Regions from separate parts of the Mus musculus genome. Here region 1 is linked to region 2. Evidence: chromatin contacts called from public Hi-C data. All regions are on one chromosome and are shown on one strand. Each heading gives the region's core, a stretch centred on a gene start, on an enhancer-like site or on the middle of the called end of the contact. The rest is flanking DNA. Distances are from core to core; before and after follow the strand shown.

Region 1 (5,829 bases), core at 1,320-3,819, 3.6 Mb before region 2:
TGTGTGTGTGTGTGTGTGTGTGGCTTGGGGATGGGGGGTTGGGGGTGGGAGGACAAGGATACTGGAGTCAATCAACGCAACAACCTCCGCCCAGGTCTATGAACACAGTCCGCCCCTAGGCTGCCCTTTTCTCGCGTCTTCAAGGGTCGCCGAGTGTGCCTGGATCCCTGATGCAGTTCCAGCTGAGCTCAGCTGTCCACTAGGTCTCTTGGCCCACTACAGGAGCCAGGCCTGGTGCCTGCACTTGGCAGCTGAGACTTTCAGTGTCGTCCCCCGCCCCCCTCCCCCAATCAAACAGCCTGCTAGGAATTTTGAACTGGGTGACAGGCTTGCTGATTCGAAAGACATTTACACATTCCCACCCAGTAGCAGCACAGAGACTTAGATGGGAAAAAAAAAAAAGCATGACGACGACGCAAAAGCTAGTTGTCAGCCCAGGCTCAACCGGGAGTTTCCTGGGGGATCTGGTCACTGTCCGCCTCTGTCCCCTTCCTTTCCACAGCTGGTTATATACTCAGCGATGTGTGATAACCCCTCCAAAGCAGCCCGCCATGCACTGATCGCCTGCAGGTTTGGAATCTGTGTGCACACCCTATTGAAGTGCGGACCCCCTTGCGCGTGGCGCCAATAAAATCGGCCAAGAGCGGGTCGCCGCAGCCAGCTCAGCCAATATTGACTGGCAGCTTGAACAGCGCCTGGCCCGCGCGGGGTATGTGCCTTGAGCAACGGGTGCTAGTTCTTGGTATGCTTCGTCCCTTCCTAAACCCTCTTGTGTTCCGCTGAGATTCCGCCAGGTTCCAAGAGTCTCTCTGCCCGCGGCTCAAAACCTTGCAGCTCTGTCCCCGAGCACAAACGCAACCCCGAAGTCGCGGAGGCCACCTTGTTCGGTCTTCGAAGCCTCCCTTAGCCCAATGCGCTGAGCCCTTGGAGAAGGAGGAGGAGGAGGTTGACTCCCTGAGCTGGCTCTTCCAGGTCTAGGGACACCTCTCTTGAAGAAAGGGGAGGCGGAGCGGGACGAAGCGCGCCCAGCCTTTCTCATTCCCTCCCACCGTCAGTCCCTTATCTCGCCCACGCGCCCAGCGCCTCACCTGCTAAGCGGAGCGCCGACATGCGCTGGAACTCCGGCTCCTGCAGCCACTTCCACATCCTCCGGAAGGTCTCCCGACCCGACTTGAGTTTGCTCCAGGGCTTGGGGTTTCGCAGCAGGTCCGAAAGGGTCCCCTGGGAACGGCAGAGCACCCTCTGCGCGAAGATGGCCTGTGGGATGCTGTAACGTTTGAGCTCGGTGGTGATACGCTGCGCCACCTCTTTGGTATTGATCTCTTCCATCTGCCCTGAATTACTTCCATTGCTGACCTGCGCGCCGGTCACCGAAGGGTTGGGCTCTCGGGCTGTGCCCAGGAGCTGTCCGTGGCCCTGGGCATTCAGGTGGGCATGAGGATGGTGCGGAGGAAGGCCGTTGATGGGTACCATGCCGGCCGAGGTGGGCGTGAGGTGCTGCTCCCCGTGGCGACCGAGCATGGCAGGGTGGTGGGCTTCAAAGCCATTTGGGGTGAGCATCTTGTCGGTGGGCATAGCCGCGCCGGGATGAGCATAGTGGGGAAGTCCTTGCTGGGAGTTGTGAATGCTGCCCAGACCGGAGCCAGAGAGGGGCGAGAGGCTCTGGCCCATGCCAGCCACGTCCTTGTGGTAGGGGGTATAGAGGTTATTCATAGAGGCCAGCCCGCGCTCATCCCGCATAAGTGTGAAACTACCGCTCACGTTGCCCGCCAGGCGCTGGTGGTGGTGTGGGTGGTGGTGGTGATGGTGGTGGTGATGATGGTGAGGGAACTTGTCGGACACGGTGGAGATGGGCGGCAGCGGCTGCAGAGGGGTTAAGGTAGTGTAGGTGGTGGGCATGCTCATACCTGGGGGAGTTTCACAGGCCATGGTCATGGTGGGGTGCAGGGGGCCAGCCAAGCTGTGCTCAGGGGCGCGGTGGTGGTGGTGGTAATCGCTGCCTCCGCTGCCGCCGTCCAGCAGGGACGCCATGCCCATGGAACGCGGGTGCGCGGGAGGCAGGTGGCTGCCGCGGTGTCCCACGGAGCTGCGCGCGTGAGGGCTGCCGCCCAGCAGGTCAGCAGGGGCGGGCACCGGCTCATGGCTCACCCCGTGCAGCTCGCCGATCGCCTCCATGGTCAGCTGTGCGTTCATCGTGATGCGGGCGAGCGGGCTGCAACATCGATGTGGCCGGGCAGAGGCGGCGAGGGGCGCAAGGAGTCCAGTCTTCACATCGGCTGCCTGCGACTGTGGCCTTTCTTCCTCTCACTGTGGGGATCTGTGTCTCTCGCTCTCTCTGTGTGTGTCTTGCCTTCTCTCTTGCTCCCACCTTCCCCTCTGTCTTTTTTTTTTCTTTTAATATTAATTTCCAAAAAGGACCCGTGCTGTTGGGAGAGCGCGGTACCCCTAGCCCACCCAGCCCGGCCCCCTCTCGCCCCTCTTCTTAGAATCCTGCTGCCCCAGGCTCCCTTGACGCGGCCCGTGCGCCTGCCGCGGCTGCTGCCTGCCTGTGCCGCCCGCCAGCTCGAGCCATGGCTCGGTTACTGTTGCAGACTGTGGCTGCGATTCCGTAGCCGCCGCCGCTGCCGCTGCCCGCCCTCACGCCCGCCGGGCGTAGCGCGCATGCGCGCTTCCAGGCCCCGCCCCCTCGGTCCCAGCGCTCCGTGACGTCCCAGCACAAATGAACCGAGGGGGTGGGGTGGGGGTGGGGGGGACAGAGCTTTCTCAGCGGCGCCGAATGGCCCGGGATCAGTGAGCACGTGCACGGGACGCGCGCAGAGTGCGACCTGGAGCCGCCTCCACAGTCCTCGGAGACTTGCTACCTCCTGGTCTTCCTCACTACCTCCCTCTCTCTTTCCATCCGGACTTTCTTGCCTGGTTTCTGTCACCGTGAGCCAGCTAGGTTTGAGAACCAGAGCCCCTGAGTCTGAGTTGCTAGTTCCCGGTACAGGTTACCGGCGGGGAGTAGAAACTATGTCATGGCCCAAAGCCCACTCGCCCATTGGGCTTTATTCCCTAGAGGATCGCTGGAGACCAACTCATTCACTGTCCTTAAATAGTTGTCCTACGGGGACTTGGGACGTGTATATACCCTGAAGGCCTAGGTCGGGACGCTGTATCCCGAACTGCCATCCATGATCCTCTCAAGTACTCCTCGAACTACCTTTCTCCATCTGAGCCCGGGGCCGAGGAGCACTCAGGAATCTGTGCTCAGTGAGGAGCACTCAGATCGAGGCCACCCCTCACTGTCCCAGACCTCAAAGAAGGTCTGTCACTTTGCTCCCAATTAAGATAGCTCTCCCACTTTGGATAACTCTGCTTGGGGGATACTGAGGGAGACAGGAGAGAGGGCCTGGTTAGCATGGAAGGGGGCGGGGGGGGGGGGACGGAGCTGGTTTTTTAGTTACTCCACAGCCTTTCTAGAAAAGAACCTAGAGGCTTGGAAGAAGTACCCCACGCAGGCAGAGTGCACGCGGCTGAGCCGAGCGGCTTGGACCGCAGGGACGCTTTCCTTTTCCTGGCGTCCCTGCAAGAAGCCTCCAGATTTGAAAATCAATTCAGCTTTGGGCATAATTGTGCCCCTGTCACAGTCACGCTCCAATCCGGAATTGAACCCGGGCCTTCAGCCTGGTGGGGACGCGTGGGGAGGCCCCCAGTGTGGGACACACACCCGGCCGCCACATGCCGCGGCTTTCTTTTATTTACAAAAGAAAGAAAGAAAAAAGTCCGTAACAAAAGGCAGAGCCTTGTCTGCTTAGGTGCTTTTATCCCTTGGAGAAAGGACAGATGTGCCCATTGTCAGGCCCTTGGCAGTTACGGCCGGGTCAGCGCCGAGTCTCAGCCTGGGGCTAGCGGTGCTCACAATAAAGATAGCCTCAGAGCGGGCTTTCAGGGCTCAGCTACTGAACAAAGTGTCTGAGGCCTGCTCTGTGCCAAACACAGAACCCACCGCCTGTGTTTCCTTGTAACGGTTTTCAGAGAGCCTAGGATTGAGTCGTGGTGGTGGGGTCTATAAGAAAATTTTGGTGTGGTCAACCCAGGGTGTGGTAACCTGAAATCTCATCAGTTAAGGTACAAACAGGCTCATCTCTTAACCCAAGTGCCTGCCTCTAACAGCACAAGGCCCACAGTCAAGGTCAGTGGGTACAGAAACACTTCCTAGAAGACTAACTCTGCTGGGTCTCAACATTAGAACAGGATCCATCCTACCCAAATAATTCCTGTGGACCCTACTTCAAGCCAGCTTGGTCATGATCATTTAGGAATCTGAACCCCCCAGGAAAAGGTCATGGGGGGATACATTGGCAAAACCAAAATAATACTAATTTAATTTATTTATCATTGCTTCAGATACACTCAAGTACAAAATATTTTCTAGAAACCAAATCTACCTTCCTTCTTTTCTTTTCTTTCTTGAACTCCTTTCCAGTAGTATAGAGTGCTTGCATCTCTTGTAAGACCAAAGGATGGGTTGAAATAATCTCAGCTCAACTGTTCCTTCCACCATATTTTAATCCCATTGAAATGATTGATCTGCCCTTATGGCCATCTCTTCTTGAACGACTGTTCCTTAAAAAGAAAGAAAGAAAGAAAGAAAGAAAGAAAGAAAGAAAGAAAGAAAGAAAGAATTAGTTCACACATCATCGGGTATTAGTTCACACATCATCGTTCATGGTGCTACCATCCTCCAGTTAATTAGAGACTTGATCTTGGAAGTCCTTCTTCACGGTGACTCTTAGCTGAGCCCCCAGAGAGGTGGGATCAAGGAGCTCAAGTCTTTACCAAAAGGGACTCGGTCCAAAGGGACCTTGTCAAAAGGGTGTCTTCTTTCAGCTTTGGTTCCCAAAGGAGAAAAGAAGTTGAGGAAAAGATCTTTAGGCCTTGCTCCCCTCAGGGTTTGACATCACCCCCACCCCCACCAATCTCAGACTTGGTTTACAAATTTCCTCTCCCTCCTCCTCTTCCACCACCACCTCCACCTATTCCTTCTCCTACTTCTCTATTTTACACCTTTTTTTAAGCACTATTTTTCTGTAGTTGCTGAGTTAGAAGCATGGTGTTTTTCACACCTCAGAAGTATTTTCTGGCCTCTGAGGGAACTGGAGCTACCTGCTGTCATCTGGTCTTCATCTAGGAGTGCCCAGCACAAAGCTTGTCCATCCCCCCCCCCTCACTTCTTTCCTGCAGCCTATAGTACTTGCCTCCCTTATAAGACCAAAGATGGATTGAAGCAATCCTAAGGGAAGGGAAAGGCTATAGAAGAATTCCTTGAAACTGGACAGTAAGTGTGTGAAGCAGAGAACTTAACTGCTCCAGATTCTAAGCAACTGAAGGAGAATCAAAGAAGAGCAATGTAAAAACTATTAAAATACAAGTTTAAAAAACAGGGGCTAAAGGCTCAACTAGCTGCTTGTTGCAGGATTTTCATCTTGGAACCCAACTTTTGTGCTACTGGGGCCTTGAGCTGGGCAAAGGCTCTATCACTGATGTTTCTACGTGTAAATGCCTGTTGAGTGGGTAGGTATGTGAAATTTGTCCTCTGCTAGATTGGCTACAGTTTGCAGGGCAATGCCATCAGACTTGTGAAAAAGGCTGTTCTTGTAAATGCTGGCCACGTGCGGTTCTCTAAGAATGGCCCATGTGATTCAGGGTTAATGGCTTGGTTTTCTTTGTGAACAGTAGATGTGTAACATATGGACCATTCAAAAGAAATGTTTCTATGCTCTTTGGGGCATCAGGTGTTCAGTCCCTATTTGGTGACTGCCGTCCTGGGTTTCAGAAAGTGTTCCT
Region 2 (5,765 bases), core at 3,116-5,615:
TCTGGTTGCCAGCACCTACAGCAAGTGGCTCACAAGCTCCAGCTTCCAAGATCTGATACGCTTCCCTGGCCTCCTTAGATGCTCATACACATGTAGCGCACATACACGTACTCAGGGACACCTAAATACACTTAATGCATTTTGAGAAAAATTAAAGAGGTGACTGTTTTAAGTGGAGTAGATCAGTTTCATATTCTCCTGACTCCATTAGAAGTAACACAAAGAGTGAAGATTTTAGCTTTCCACATTAAAAAAAAAGGGGGGGGGTCATAAATAAGAAAAGAGTATGACAGGAATGCTCTGTTTTCAAAATTCAAGGCCAACTTCTCCCTTATCAATCATTTCTATTTTTATTCTCTTTCCAAGGCTTTTGCAGAATTAACATGTGTGCATGTGCGAAAAGTGTGAAGTAGAGCCATTGGCCCTATGAAAATGCAAGTGACGGTGCAAGTGTTCTCGTCACATTGACCAACTGATCTACTGCTATGTTGACAAGGAAATTCTGGCACTCAATCTTCCTAATAAGACTTTAAGTTCCTAGAAGGCAGATGTTCCATAATCCAATTTACACTATTGTTAAGAACATGGCCCCTCAAAATCCCTTTGAACTGAGTTGAAATTGACCCCAGAAAACAGAGTGCACTTATTAAAAGGCTATTAAATGAACAAATAAAATAATAAACAGTAGGTACCCAGATACACATTTGTCTGATTTTTCCAGTGAGCTGCCTTTTGTGTTTTCTCTTGTAGGTGCAGCAACAAATGCCCTCTTTGTGGACCCTTATACCCTACCCCACATCGCATCAAATACTGGGAGAACACAGAACCCTGTATGTTGCCAACTACGTACATTTTTCAGTTGCTCACTCCAAAAGTGAACCAGTAGAGCCAGAAGAAAAGATGTAGTCATTGAAAAAAAGCAGAAAAGTAAGTGAAATAAAGAAATTCTGTAAAGACGTGGAAATCTGCGAAAGGGAGAGAGAAAGAAGGCAGGGAGATCCTGGGACCCCACCCCGCCCTGAAGTCAGGGGCAGTTCTTAGGAGAATGCTAAGCCTTAGTTTTACAACGTGTATGCTCCCACAACACGGCTGGCAATACAAAAACCAGGCAGATGAAACAGAAATAACTCAGAAAAACTAACTGAGAAACACACAGCTAAATGCAATCAGACCAGCTATTGAGCAGTCTCAAAGAACACAAAGGAGCATACGTTCTCTCAGCTCCACACGGGTGCCCTCCATGCTTTTTTTATTTTTATTTTTTTAATACTAGTATTCTTTCTTGACTGTAAGTCTTGAAACAAACAACCCCCCCCCATTTCTTAGCAAGAATCATTTAAGAAACTGGGGGGTCTAGGTTCCTGTTTAAGAAGAAAAAGAAAATAGACATATTCCAAAGGCATTACAGTCATTTATCCTTAGTCTAAACTGGATACGAGAACTCGGAGCAAGCAGCAGGCTTATGTTATTTTTAATGGAATGCAATTGCCTAAAAGCCAATACAAAGCCACACACACGCTCTTTCAGAATGCTTCGAGGTTGAACTTTGCTTTTATAGCATTTTGTACAGAACCTTTGACAGAAAATGGCATTAACATAATATTGACTATTTTTTCCATTCCCTTGGAACAAGAAGTAAAAGGATGAAAATGGCAGATAAGTGCAGGATCACAAATGCAAAATATTCTAAGAACATATTTTTTAAAATTCTCATAATCTGACCAGTTATGTTGATCACTAATTAGTTTATATTCTTGTCAAATCACATAGAAAAATCATATTATAGTGTCATTCAATAAGAACATGTTTAACAAGACAAAATTAATTATAAATTTATTTGCTGCATAGTACCTTTATTTGATGCAAATGTTTTGTTTCCTCCTTTTCAACAGATTCCCAAGGCATAATATCTTTTAAATTTTTCCTAACAAATATAATAGCATTAAAGGATTGCCCATCTACCTTGTTCATCGCTCTGTTTGAAATTGCTAATACATTTCTCCCCACTTTTGATCATGAATGAATTTTTAAAAGACCTCCCAACTCTCTTTTGAAGAGAAAAGAAAAAAAAAAACTTAGGCTACCAAAAGAGCAGTCACTCTGTTCTTTCTGTTAAAATAAAATGAACTAGAACGGGTTGTTCGCAGTTCCTGTCTTAGAAAGTGTAGAAGTCTAACTAAAGAGCTGAGCACAGAAGCTGCTGGGAGCGTTCACAGATACCTGATTTTACAAGTTTTTGTGAAAGAGCTCGCCTGTAATGTGTGTTACTCCACCATTTATGAGGGTTGTTTGTCAAGACAAAATATAAGGCGCCTCCTCCCCACAAATTAAAGAATCAAGTTACAATCCATTATTTCATTTCTGATTGTTTTTCTTGGTAATAAGTGGGAAAGTGGATACTGGATAAAAGTCTTCATGGAGCTAAAAAGACTCCGACATTAAAGGCTCCAATTAGCTATAAATCAGTTGTCTTTCCTACTGGGGTAGAACAAGAGAGAGAAGAGAGGGGGTGGCTAGAGAAAAGGAGAATTGGAGGAGCTTCCAAATGAAATTCTGAAAAAAGATATCTACTGCAGACTTTCAGGGGCTGTTAAGATAATCTGATCAAAAGTAAGTGTAAAACAAACCCCCGGAATCACGTGTGGATCTTGCCTTTTAAGATCTCTAAAGCGCATCTGAAGAGGTTAGGGACCCTCATAAAACAAAACTTTTATGTGCAGGCTTCCCTGGCTTGTTCCTAAACCCGGAGATGTGCCACACACTGGCACTATTGTTATGCAAACAATGCCTAGAGGGCTATAACCATTAACGACCTCTCATTAAAATGGCTTTCAAAAATTTGTCACACCATCTAAAAGCTAACAGGTACATTAAATCCACATTCAAAAATACGAATCCTACAAATCCTTATTCTGAAACTCAATGCAACAAAAATTCAGAAACGATGTTTTTGCATTTCTCTTTCAACCGTAACAGTTGTCACATGCGAACAACTTAACTTCTCTGCTTTTCGCGTATAGTGTAATGCCCGCGATGGAACACTTATCAGCTGTATCGTGTGCGCGCGCTGCAGTTAACTGGCGAGAGTTTGCGGTAGGAATGAAAATCAAATTAAAAAAAAAAATTCTAAAATGAACTCTCAAGAAGTGTGGCTTTAAAGGCTACAGTCGCCTTTTTGCTATAACATTCAATCCCTTTGTGTATGTATTTCACAAATTTCCCCCGTGGATTTTTTTTCCCTGAGAACGGTGGAGTGGTAGGGGATCAAGTCACATGGGGCAGCAGGCGTGTATTGCTTTTTAATGCAGTTTAACAACAATAATTCGTGCTTGACAAACTAAGATGTCAGAATTCGTTAGGAAAAAAATCATTAGGCTTATCAGTGCAAAAGTGAGCTCGCTAATTTATGTGACTTGAGTTATTTTCCCTTTTTCTAAAATGTCCATTGCCTACAAAATCCCGAGGAAATCCTGGCATAGACCTACTGCGTCTCGGCCAGGTCCCCGCGAAGTCTGTGGGACTCCGGTCCTGACAACCCTTCAGCGACTCCGCTCTGAGGGAAGATAAGCCCGCGCGGCCGCGCACCTCCGGACCCGAGGGACCGCGGGGCGACACCGGACCGCAATGCCACCCTGGCGGTGAACCCCACTCTGCTCTGAGACCGAGGGACAGGGAGAACTGCACCCCGGTGGGCTCTGAGGAAACCCAGGGGAACACCCTCCTCAAGCCAGAGCCCGGACTGCTCTGAGGAGACCTGGGGGACCCCAGAGCCAAACTCCATTTGCTCTGATAAAACTTGGGGGCTCGCACAACCGGACTCCGGTCTGCCCTGAGCTCTAAGGGACCCCAGAACTAAGCCTCGTTCTGCCCTAGGGACATCTAGGACCGGACCCTAGCCGGCTCTAAAGAGTCATAGGGGACTCCAGAACCAGACCCAGGTCTGCTCTGGGAAATCCCACCTCCCCAGGCAGTCCCGAGGTCGTCACCACCGTCCGCCGCCGCTGGCGATCCCCGCGCTGCCTTCTGTTTGGGACCGGTTCTCCCAAGACGCTCCCTAAACCGGGGCGGGACTTGAGAAGCCCGCATCGCGGTCCCCGCGGAGGCGCGGAGATGACAGGCGACCTCCGGGCCCCCGGCCTCTGAAGGGATCCAGAGGATGCTTCCAGAAAGCGTCCGCCGGACGGCTTTACCTTGGTGTACTTGATCTCGAGGTTGGGCGTGGGCGACGGCAGGAGCTGCAGCGAGGCCATGAGCGCGGCGGGGTCGGCCTTCACCTCGCCCGGCATGGCGATCTCGCTGGAAGTCATGGGCGGCCACGGGTGGGTGTGCGCGGGGCGCTGCGCGGCCGGGGCGCGCTCGCTGTATATAGGCAGGTGTCAAGCGGGGGGCGCTTCTTATTGGACGTGCGGCCCACAGGCGCGGGGGGCCGGCCCAGGAGGACATTTGCATACGGCCGCGCGCGGCGCCCGCACGGTCAAGTCCGCGGCCCACGCTCCCGCGGGCGCGCCCGGGGGGGCCTCGACGGCCGGAGCGCAGCCTCGGCGGGACCGCGCTGGCCGATGGCAGCCCCGCGAGCCTTAGCGCTGGTCGGCCGGGAGGAGAGGCGCCCGAGCCGCGGCCCCGCCGAGCCCCGCGCCCTTCCTAACACTCGCTCTTCTCCTCCCCCGGGGTCCCGAGCAGCCCGAAAGAGCTTTCGCTCAGCCTTCCGCGTGGCGCGAGGGGCGCGTGGCCGCTGGGTGGGGTGATAGATGCTCCCCACACTCCCAAGGAGAACCTTCTGGAACCGCCGACGCCGCGCTGGCCCCCACCAGGCTTCTCAGCCCAACTGCTGCCCTCTGCCGGCCCCGCGGCCTAGTTGTGCCTGAGGCCGTGGGCTTCATCTGCCTTGGGTTGCCTGGATATTCCAGGTCTTGATGGTCTCCTTCCAGCCCTTTCCTTTCCTCTTCCCATCCACACCGGGAAACACTTGGGATTTTCTGTTGCTCTTCCTGTCAGAATCTCCGGGTTGAGCTTCCATCTCCATCCCTTCTCGTCTTACAAGCAGCCTTATAGTTGAGTAAAGATGGGCGCTGATCAGGAATCAGTAGCCTAGACAGTTCACTCCAGATAGCGTGGGAGAATCATTGGACCAATATCACGAGCCCATATAGATAGCTCTTTATAGGGCTTTCTGCCTCTATCCCCATGAAAATCCCACAGCCTTATCCAACCTGACTCTTCCTGTTTTTCTATGGAAGACTCTCAACTCCCAAGCAACTGCTTCGCTCTTGCTCAATCATTTCTTTGCATGTTGTTCACTACAAAACACTTACTTTAGATGTGTTCATTAACTAAAATTCCGTAAATGATTGGTGCTTAGATTCTGTGCAGACAGAATGCTGTTGTCTTAATTGAATTTGTGAGACAAGTTCCAGGCTCCGAGAACTCTTTATAGGGTATCTGCCTAAAGTGACCGAGCAAGCACTACGTCGTCGTCCTAGAGCAACAATACAGCCTAATTTAGGCAGTTGAAAAATTCCTATTCACAGGGAACGTTTATGGCCAAAGAGTGTGTCTTAATAACCGAATATACTCCTAAGAATCGCCTTTATTTAAGCTGTAGAAGACTGAGAAAGAATAAGAAGAATGGTGGGGAGGTAGCTCTGTAGGTAGAGTGCTTGCCTAGAACGCTGGGTTTAGTTGCCAGCACCACCTTGAACTGGGGTAGAGATGCATGCCTGTAATTCCCAGCATCCCACTGGATGGAGGCAAGAGGATTAGAAGTT

Evidence for each region. Hi-C and Micro-C count contacts between places; a contact is called where the count stands out from the background.
Region 1: a contact with region 2 is called in a Hi-C map of cerebellum, with 3 times the contacts expected there. The contact joins the promoter of Onecut1 here to the promoter of Aldh1a2 in region 2.

What each region holds. Positions count from the first base shown.
Region 1 is chr9:74,858,661-74,864,489 of GRCm38.p6, reverse strand. It overlaps Onecut1 (one cut domain, family member 1), which reads right to left and starts at 2,569. Exons shown (of 2, transcript NM_008262.3): 1 at 1,089-2,569. The coding sequence starts at 2,193. It overlaps Gm33562 (a long non-coding RNA gene), which reads left to right and starts at 1,354. Exons shown (of 4, transcript XR_870924.1): 1 at 1,354-1,428.
Region 2 is chr9:71,214,389-71,220,153 of GRCm38.p6, reverse strand. It overlaps Aldh1a2 (aldehyde dehydrogenase family 1, subfamily A2), which reads right to left and starts at 4,365. Exons shown (of 14, transcript NM_009022.4): 1 at 4,191-4,365. The coding sequence starts at 4,307. It overlaps Gm3458 (predicted gene 3458), which reads left to right and starts at 4,768. Exons shown (of 4, transcript NR_110518.1): 1 at 4,768-4,907.